2 separate regions of the Mus musculus genome follow, and region 1 is linked to region 2. Evidence: chromatin contacts called from public promoter capture Hi-C data. All regions are on one chromosome and are shown on one strand. The core of a region is the stretch at or near the end of the contact, and the rest is flanking DNA. Distances in the headings are between cores, read along the strand shown.

Region 1 (5,449 bases), core at 2,727-5,226, 1.4 Mb before region 2:
CAGAGTACTTTTTAAGTCAATTGTTGCACAAACATTCCCATTCTACTGTGCACAGTTTTGGACTAGTCAGTGACATTGCTGGCTTCTTCAGGAATGCAAGCGAAGACCACTAACATATTTTAAAAGTGAAGGTTTTATCATTGCTCTATGTCTCGGCCAAACTCTTTAAATCTGGTCTTCTATCCCTTTTAAGCACCACCCTTCCCATAGAAATCATGGATCTTCAGAGTTAGACTTTTAGGGTTTTACCATCTGGGACTCTAATATTTCAGGATTATGATTGGGGGGACTATAGATTTGATCTTTTTTTTTTTTTGGTCATTCAGGGTTTCAACATTTAAATCATAGAATTCAGGAATATGACTTTGGGACTTATGTCTTTGGGTGCTTATATGAATCACTTATGACAACACAACTGGCCTTGGGAACTAAGAGAGAAATTTGTGATATTTTAGACTCATTGTTGAAGGAGTTCATTAACCATTTTGGATATGTATTGAGCATTTGCTATATACTAGGAGCTGTGCTGAATGTTGGGGTCTTAATGGTTAACAAGTTAATTGTTCTGCTATCAAAGAGCTCTTTTTTTTTTTTTTTTTTTTTTTTTTTTTTTTTTTTGGCATGGTGGCTCATGCTTTTAATCCTAGCACTCGGGAGGTAGAGGGAAGCGGATTTCTGAGTTCGAGGCCAGCCTGGACTACAAAGTGGGGTCCAGGAGAGTCAGGGCTATACAGAGAAACCCTGTCTCGAAAAACAAAAAACAAAAAACAAAAGCTCATTTTCTACAGCAACAAGGTAATGTCTCGGAGGACTTCTTCCTTTTTCTTTTATTGGATATTTCCCTTATATACATTTCAAATGTTATCCCCTTTCAAGGTCTCCCCTCCGGAAACTCCCTATCCGATCCTCCCTCCCCTGTTTCTATGAGGGTGCTCCCTTACCCACTCACCCACTCCTGCCTTCCTGCCCTGTCATTCCCCTACACTGGGGCATTGAACACCCTCAGGTACAAGGGCTGTTCCTTCCACTGATGTCGAACAAGACCATCCTCTGCCACATATGCAGCCAGAGCCATGGGTTCCTCCATGTGTATTCTTTTGTTGTTCATCCAGTCCCCGGAGCTCCGGGGGTGGGGGGAGTGTCTGGCCAGTTGACACTGTTGCTCCCCCCATGGAGCTGAAAATCCCCTCAGATCCTTCAGTCCCTTACACCAGACTTCTCACTAGAGACTATAAAAACTAGAAGATCCTGGGCAGATCTCATACAGACCCTAAGAGAACAGAAGTGCCAGCCCAGGCTACTATACCCAGCAAAACTTTCAATTACCATGGATGGAGAAACCAAGATATTCCATGACAAAACCAAATTTACACAATGTCTTTCCACAAATCCAGTCTTACAAAGGATAATAGATGGAAAACCCCAACACAAGGAAGGAAACTACACCCTAGAAAAAGCAAAAAAGTAACCTTCTGCGGACTTCTTATACTGTGTTCCTACTAAGTACGTTCAGCAAGGAACCAAGACAATACACAAAGAAGTATATAAACAGCAACTTCTTTAAAGAAAAACAAAGGAGAGTATTAACAACAGCCTACAGCTAGGTGCAACTCAATCCCCAGAACCTGTGAATAGATTATTTCGTATAGTAAAATTGACTCTGTTAGTAGAATTGAGCTAAGGATTATTGAGGCAATCCTCATGAGATCACACATTTCTTTGTAAGAAGGAGAGACAAGAGTAAAGTCAGACAAAGAAAGGCGATCCATGAACAGAAACAGAAAGCATAGGAAACCACGGACAGACTTGAAAGATGAAAGAAAAGGCAGAGCCCAGAAACAGAATAGCTATAGAAGCTGGAAGGGTCAAGGAATGAGTTTTCCCCAAGAAAAATGGTAGCTGTACCGACACCTTCATTTTCATTTTATTTAGACAGAGGCTCATGTAGCTCTAGCTGGTCTTAAACTCATTGTGTGGCCAAGGAAAACACTTGACCCTCCCTCCTTTGCTTCTCTGCCTGCATGCTGAAGTTACAGGTTTGTCCATTGCAACTGTTTTGTGTGCTTCTTGGCTTTGTGTATGCCGGTGCACAGATGAGGGCAGATTGACAGGACGGAGCTATGGAGGTGGAATGCATGGGATTCGGAATGAGCTGAATGGGAGATGTGTGAGGTTCTCATCAGACATTGATTAAGGACCTTCCAGAGGAAAGAATGTATTTGTGGTGAAAAATCCTGATATATATATATATCTCCTGATATATATCTGAGGTTACTGGTCAGGTAGACGAAGGTGAAATGTAGCCAACTGGAACATTAATATCAGAAATTCAGGACAGTTCTGGAGTTGATGACATCACCTCTGGAATCCCAGCCACTAAAGGTAGGGGGGGGAGAGGGAGAGAGAGAGAGAGAGAGAGAGAGAGAGAGAGAGAGAGAGAGAGAGAGAGAGAGAGTATGTGTGTGTGTGTGTGTGTGTGTGTGTGTAATAGATCCTAAGAACCTGGATCTGGTGGCACTTAACACATTAGAAGCCCTGAAGGAGACAACTCATCAGAGAGAAAGTGTGGGAGCATGGGCCCTATTGTTTCCATCTTCATGGCAAGACAAAGCCAATGTTTGCAACTCCTGGTCTTCCTGAAGCTTGACAAATGGCAACCTGCCCCTTTGTAAAGGTCCTAAGAAGTAGCCATTGCCTTGGCCTGTTTGCCTTGGCTCTCAGCAAGTTTTTAAAATGCCAGGGAGCTTGAGTCTGCCAGACAGCTGTGAACTCAGGATGTTAACTCTAGAAGTGAACTCTTCCTGGAACTGGCACAGCTCTTACCTACCAGTGGCTGCCTATGAGAGACTTAGTGGAAGATGGATGGAATCCTTAAGTAATAGTACAGAAACCCCAGTTTTAAATCACCCTTCAATGCCTGACCACCCCCTCATATAAGGACTTCACAAAACCTCTTTACTTGCCTAGTCTGCAAAAACACTAGGCTCTTGTTTTCTGATTGCAATTCTCAGCCTAAATCCTAGACTTTCAGAGGGAAGTATTTCTGGAACCTGGATTCCATCCCTGGAGATTGCAAATTGATCGTTTTGAAATGTGGCCAGGACAACTGGATTAAACAGCAACCGCCCTCCCCGGGCCACTCTATTGTGCAATCACAGCGGGAGAACTGCCCCTCCTACCAGGAGGAAGTTAACGGTGAGCTCTGGAGGCCTCCTTTTGCATGATGGTCAAGTTTGGGTGAGTAAGCTCTGCTCTTTGCAGTTTGCAGCTGTCGCATCCAGGTAGAGCTAAGGGATCCATACACTACACTATGGAGGTGATTGAAGGTAATATCAACTTTGTGAGGTGTACATTTGTCTATGCAAATCAGGGGTTTACTCTTACTCCTGGGCAGTCAAACAGATGTAGTCACACAGGTAATGTAGCTCCTTGGGGGAATCTCAGAGGACACCCCTGAGAAGATAGACAGAGCCTTGCGCACTGAAACTCCTTTGTGTCTCTTGGCCAGCAACTTCTGCAGTCACCCAGTAAGCAGATTCTTACTGTTCAATTTTATTTTTTTTTATTTATTTATTTATTTATTTATTTATTTATTTTTTATTATTTTTGGACAGTGTCTTACACGTGCTCCCGACGGCTGTAGAACGCACTATTTAGCGCTGGCTGGTCTGGAACTCAACTTCACCTGCCTCTGCCTCCTGAGTGCTGGAACTGAAGGCTTGTGCCACAACTCAGAATTTTGGATTCTCTTTAGATTTATCTGACAAGAACCTGCACTTCATTTAACAAGAGACTAGGTGATGCCTAAGCAATCCAATTTGGGGGATGCCTGGCAAACTCCCGGAGCTCAGCCAGGAAAATTCATACTAGCAGCATGGTCCAGAGAGGACAGTGGCCCTCTCTGGGGGCAAAAGAGAAAGCTCCCGGGGCTCCTCCCTTCCGCCCCGCCTTCCTTCAGGAGCTTTTGGTTGCCTTGGCAGCGTGGGACAAGGCCCAGGCAGTGGCTGTAGCCACACTTCCTTCCCACGAAGATTTCTGGTGGCTCCCCAATTCGGCCCAGCACCGCGTCACCATGTTCCGGGGGAGACGCAGGAGCCGGGTGGGCGCCCTGGAGGAGGCGCCTCCGGAGAACCCAAAGGCAGCTGCTGAACCCGAGCGGGTTTTGCTGCGTGGCATCTTCGAGATCCGGAGGGAAAGCTGCGATGTGGCGTTGGGCGAGCGGGCCCTGCGGTGGCGACGCATCCAGCCCGAGCTCCCGGCTGGTGAGTGGCGGCCCCCTACCTTCCCACGCCCCCCACACCCTGCTGCCGCCACGCCCTTCTGCCGCCACCGACACCCCTCTGACCCTCCGCCCCCAGCCTCCTGTAGGGGTTGTGATTGCAAACCAGGAAGTTGCAGTTCCCCTTCCATCGGGAACAAGTTTTGAAACCCGATTTTTAATGAATTTCTATAGAATATCACACCACAGATTTGTGCTTTACTTAAACTTACCTTCTATTGACTTAAAGTCTTTTTTCTTTTTTTCTTTTTCTTTTTTTTTTTTTAAACAAGAAAATGCGATGCTGCAATTTGCAGTAGAAATATTTCAGGTCGGCTTCAGTTAGACCTGTCTTGGAGAACAGTAGAATGTGGTTCACAGTCTGGTTTTAATTAGCTACGAGTTTATGAAATTAAAAACAGCTGATTCCCCCCACCTTCAGAGGGAAAAAATACTCCTTGTGCCACAGTCTGTCATAGAATGGAAAAGTCATTGTTTGAAAGTTTCTTGTCCAAACGTCTAACTAAATGAAACCATCCAGTCAGGGACCAGAATTAGTGAGGAGTGTGAATTCCACCTGAGCCACATGTGCAGTGCTGTTCACTCAAGCAAAGCTACTTTGGGCTTTAAGCAAAATGTTTTCACGGCCTTTGAAAGCCCAAGGTGAAGAAGTATTTCCCGATTCTTTAGATTCTTTAATATTACAAGCAAGGTGCAGGGATGTGGGATCTTTCTTTTAACCTGTAAATCAGCCTGAGTTGGGGAATATAAATGTAACTAGAATCTCGATTAGCCCAAGGAACCAATTTAAGCTACAAGCTTTTAGAGACTGCAGTGCAACAATACTGCACCCCACCCTCCCTTGTAGGTCACTGCTACAGCACAAAGACAAATAGTGACAAGAGGAAAGAAATCCTGTTTTGTAGTGAGTGGTGACTGAGGAAAAGGAGGTTTAATTAGCACTCCTGGTAATAGAATTTGAAAAGCTCTCATGACAGTTTTATTACTCCAAACTTTGCAAGTGTTTAATTTTGCCCTAAGACCCTTGGTTTTCTTTCTCTTCATACAGAGCACACTAGTTTTCTTTGCAATTAACACCTGATATTTAAACCAGGAGCCTCAGAAACCTGGCACATGTATTTGTAGAAGAGCCCAAGAGGCACATTACTAAGTCCAGTGGGTAGAGAGTAG
Region 2 (4,909 bases), core at 1,625-4,124:
TGTAACAGTCCCGCCTTGATGCTTCCCATACCAGAAAAGGACTCTTAGAATTACACACAACCAACCTGACCCTACATAACAAACACTACTAAACACCCAACTTCTCCCATATACTTACCTCCTACAATTGACTTGCCCCAAAACCTCTGAAGTATCCATCTTTGTGTGTGAGCCACTTCTCTACAACTGTCCTTTCTTAAAGGACAGAGCCTTCCTCACCCATCACATCCTATTCTCCTATTCTATTTTCTATACAACATCTCTGATGATCCCATATACTATGTAAATATATAGCATTATTATATATTTGTATGCATCTAGATACACAGAAATGATAGATAGATAGATAGATAGATAGATAGATAGATAGATAGATAGATAGATAGATAGATATAGTTAATAGGTTTAAAGTTGGCTTCCCTTTATTATAAGGAAAGTCAATGAAAATAGAGATATTTTAGATACTAGTTTACTTTTTGAGAATTCCATCCATGCACATGACACCTTCTTAATCATGGTGACTCCAGCCCTTCCCCTAACTCATACCAGATCCATTTCCATCCACTGATCCATTCTTGACTTCATGTCACCTTTTTTATATAACCCACTAAGTCCAATTTGTGCTGTCCGTTCTCTCATTAGTGTGGGGCTACCCACTGACCTAGGGAACAAACCCTTAAAGAAAACTGACTCTTCATAGCTCCTTGACTAGGGATGGGGGTGTTCCAGAGCCTCTCCATCCGCTATGCTGCCATGTGATACAGGCCTTGTGCAGGCCTTGTGCACAGCTGCTACAAGTTCATGAGCATCTCAGTCCTGACAAAACAGCATGTCCAGAAGACATCATTTGCTCTGGTCCTCTCTGACTTCTGGTACTTATACTGTTTGTACCTTTCCCTTCTGCAATGGCCCTGAGCCTTAGGGAAAGGCAAAACTTAGATGTGTCATTTGTGGCTGAGCACTCTGCAGACACAGATTCCCTGCATTCAGTTATGAGTTTCTGTTTTAACTACTGCCCACCAGACAAAGAAAATTCTCTGATGATGTTCCAGAGCTATCCTAATCTATGAATATGGAGATACAAATTTAGAGACAAGTTTGCCACTATAGGACAAGGATTGTTGACTCTTGTTGTTCTCTGATGTCGTACAGGTTCGTTTTGTGGCAACTTGACACAAGCTAGAGTCATCAGAGAGGAGGGAGCCTCAATTGAGAAATGCCTTCATAGTATCTGGCTGTAGACAAGTCTACGGAGCATTTTCTGATTTAGTGATTTCTGGGGAAGGGACAAGCCCACTATGGGTGGTGCCATCCCTGGGCTGGTGATCCTGGGCTGGTTCTATGAGAAAGCAGGCTGTGTATATAAAAGAGTAAAAGTACAGAGTTTCTCGTGTAGTCCTGGTTGTCCTGAAACTCTGTCTGGGGGTTTGGGGGGAGAGAAAGGAAGGGAGGGAGGGAGGAAGGGAGGAAGGGAGGAAGGAAAAGAAGAAAGAACAGAAAAATAAGGAAAAAGAAAAGAAAAAAGCAAGAAGAAAAGTTTATTGCTTATAATCACAAAATGACTTTAGTAGTAAGATGTATTCTAATTTGACAGATTTTTGAAGAAATGTCTATCAGAATTCACTACTCACTTTTTAATATTTAGAAGTTATAATTGTAGGAACAAAATATTCCCTTTTTGCCAAGGAAAAGAAACAACAGTGGTATGATACCTTTTTTGAATAAGCCACTGCTGTGCGTGGATATTCTTGTAACTACGCAGATTATCAACTATTCTGAGTGGAAAAGAAGTGGGGAATGTACAGGGATATATAATTCTGGCTAGTATGAGCAATGTAGTTAGTCATGACCCAGAAGGGGAAATCCGCCCTAGAAGGAGGAGAAAGAACATTTTAGACAATAAGCTTTTGAAGGACATACTAAGCTTTGGAAACTGTTACCTTGGAATAATGAAAGTCCTCTTAAACTCATAGGGTCATTGATTTTTCTCAAATTAATTTTATTAGAAATCTGAATTCTCACAAAGTCTGATGAAAATATTTACCAACATCATCCTTTATCTTCAGGGTTTCGTGCTGTGCTCTAATGGTAACCAGAAAATGGGATTCTGAGAACCGTTTTGACAAATAGCAGCTACATCACAAAGCATGAGTAAGCCACATTTCAAATGGAGGAGGGTTTAATGGCCTAATAACCAAGACGTGAGAGAAAGCAGCTAACAGGAAGACAGAAGTCACTCTTACGGTCGCAAGAACACAAACCAACATCTTCCAAAGCGAGAACTGTAAACGCTGAGAAGTCACGAAGTCATTCCATTCTATGAGGAACGGTGTCATGCACCCTTTGATTTAGTAACGAAGCTATGAAAAAGGTAGAACTGCTAACCGCATGTATCTGCAGTAGCTCCTTTTCTGTAATGGAGGATCCATTTTGAAAAGAGAGTGTTGGTAGATGTGAGATTTAAAAAACATTATTCATCCCTTTGTCACAGCAGGATGACTAAGCCTGCTGCCACCAAGAGTTGTCTCAGTATTCCCTGATGAAGGCTCTTTAATAGGATGAACTGAACACCACTACTTAGCTATTTTCACAAACCAACAAGAGAGCATAGGAGAGCCTCTGAGAAGCAAGGTTTTGCTTTGTATTGATTGAATATGTTTATGTTTGCAGACAGAAACGTACTGCTGCAGTGCCATAGGTGGAGAGACTCACCAATTAAGTGGCGAATTGACTCCAATACGGATCGGACGCCTCCGTTTCCCAGTCACGGGTGCTTGACAACACTCAGGATCTGTGCGTGCTCTTTTGAACCTAAACTAAATCCAAACAGAAATCCCAAAAGCTTGCACCTTCCTTAATACAGCTGGTTTGAGTGACATGAGGTCGCTCAACTTTGTCATAAACCCCCGCTGCCTTGGCCACGCCCACAGAAAAGAAGCCTCTGGAATCTAGGAAGTCGCGTGAGACAACGTGAGACACCATAGCCACTCCGTAGCTTTTGCTGTTCTCTATGACGTACCATTTAAAGGGGGGGGGGGGGGAGTCGGCAAGAATTTTGTAGGATAGGAGCATAAACTCAACAAATGAACCAAGTTAAACTGTCCATGGTTGGGCCCTAGCCAACTGTAATGTCAAACTGAAGGAGAAAGGCCCTTTGGCTCCCAATCCTTACTACACATTTCTTTCCTCCATCCTCTTTCTTTGGGCTTTCCAGCGCAAGCCTCTCAGTTTCCTTGGCTAATCTGCACTTATAGGGAAACTTGGTATGCTTTATGATGCAAGGGTTTAACAAGTTGCTTCTTACAGTAATATTTACATTTCAAGAAGTGATACTTGGACGAGCCTTGAGAGAGGACCAGAAGCTGGAGTTCCTGCGGGGTTGAACCCCGTCCGTGGGTGTCGAGAATTCAGCCTAGCATCATGTGTCCTTTCACACAACGGTTCAGCATATTTCATGTTTTATATGTTACAACTATGTTTCCTTCCAGGCTGCCTTTTTCTGTGGGAACATATATGGTTTTCTAGAACAAATATTTTTTAAAATTCGCATTCTAGGTTTCAAAACCTGGTTTAGTACAAAAAAAAAAAAAAAAAAAAAAAAATCTTTCCTTACAGAAAAATTTCAAACTCTGCTGAAAGACTTCAGGGTTGTCCAGGCAAACGTTTTCACTCTGCCTGATCAATATGAACAACTCCCCTCGCATCAGCACTAAGCTAAATGTTTTGCTGTCGTAGTAGCCTTTAAACTAGGGCATATAGCTGAAGGACCCCTGAGAGCATACAGCCAAAGGTATGGTCTTTGTACTTTAGAACAGAATAGTGTGGTTTCAGTCAGAATATCCCTCCAGGAAGTAGAAATATCTTCAATTTTGGGTTTGTGTTCTTAGCTTCAAGGGGAAAAAAAGGGGAAATAAAAGAAAAAGGGAGGAAGGAAGAAGTAGTTGGGGGAAGGGTGTGGGCACTTTCCATCATATGACAAACCCTGCCCATTGTTAATAACAGAACTGACCATGACAACATATTCTATCAAATTTATACTACGATATGAGACAGCAACCAGTTTCTCATTGAGGCCACATTGTCAGTGCATTTAACTCCAATGCATGTGGGTAAAATGGTCTCCAGAGCTTCCTGCCACTGGAATCACCTGGGAAGATTTAATCTCACCGATGCCCAGGGACTGCCTCTGTAGCCTCTGGGCATCAGAAGATGTCAACATTACTCCATGTGATTCCTGTGTGTGGGTACATTGCTCATCAAAGGACAGAAGACAGACATATTCCAGATACCTGTTTGAACTGGTTGACTGAGCCAGCTTCATTGGGTATTTAACCAATGTTCGCCTTTGTAGCTTCCCTACATCCCACATTCTGTGAAACGGAGGCAGAAGTGGCTCACAGTCTTACAGAGCAGCCTTCTGACCCATTAATCAGTAGGTTGTTCCCCTCTCTTTTTCCCTCTGTGGGCTCTGACTCATGCTGCAGTAGAGAAAAAGACAAACAGCCTAGTCAATAAATGACTACTGCTGTTGGATTGCCTTTCTTTGACTACAGTGAACAAGCCAGAAAGTGCCTTTCAGTAATACAGGAGCCGCTTAGGAACCAGGCTGCCACCTGGCGGCTTTCCTGAGCATTTCACTCTTCCTTCCAAAAGAAACGGGAATGACTAATCACAGCCTCCTCCTCATTTACACACTAGACACGGGCTCAAGGAGTCCTCTGCAATGGAGGCTGTGCTTCGAGGTGACACTCAGAATAAAACGGCAGAGGCAGCCCTTTCAAGAGGACAAGGAGGGCACACTGGCGTTCAAATACCCCACCCACCTGTTCACCTTTGAGGCTGTTCTTTGAGGGCTTTCAAGAGCGATGTCAGGTCAAACAGGAGGATAGGGATGGTTTGTGAAGAGCCC

Evidence for each region. Capture Hi-C pulls out chosen DNA fragments and counts their contacts.
Region 1: a promoter capture Hi-C map of adipose tissue shows a contact between it and region 2, with 6 times the contacts expected there. The contact joins the promoter of Cerkl here to the promoter of 4930440I19Rik in region 2. A contact is called at or near these places in 1 of 39 promoter capture datasets (embryonic stem cells) and 2 of 9 other capture datasets (adipose tissue and liver).

What each region holds. Positions count from the first base shown.
Region 1 is chr2:79,427,515-79,432,963 of GRCm38.p6, reverse strand. It overlaps Cerkl (ceramide kinase-like), which reads left to right and starts at 3,976. Exons shown (of 13, transcript NM_001048176.1): 1 at 3,976-4,262. The coding sequence starts at 4,073.
Region 2 is chr2:78,049,142-78,054,050 of GRCm38.p6, reverse strand. It overlaps 4930440I19Rik (RIKEN cDNA 4930440I19 gene), which reads right to left and starts at 2,874. Exons shown (of 7, transcript NR_108098.1): 1 at 2,713-2,874. It overlaps Gm52519 (a long non-coding RNA gene), which reads left to right and starts at 2,067. Exons shown (of 3, transcript XR_003953861.1): 1 at 2,067-2,371; 2 at 2,671-2,970.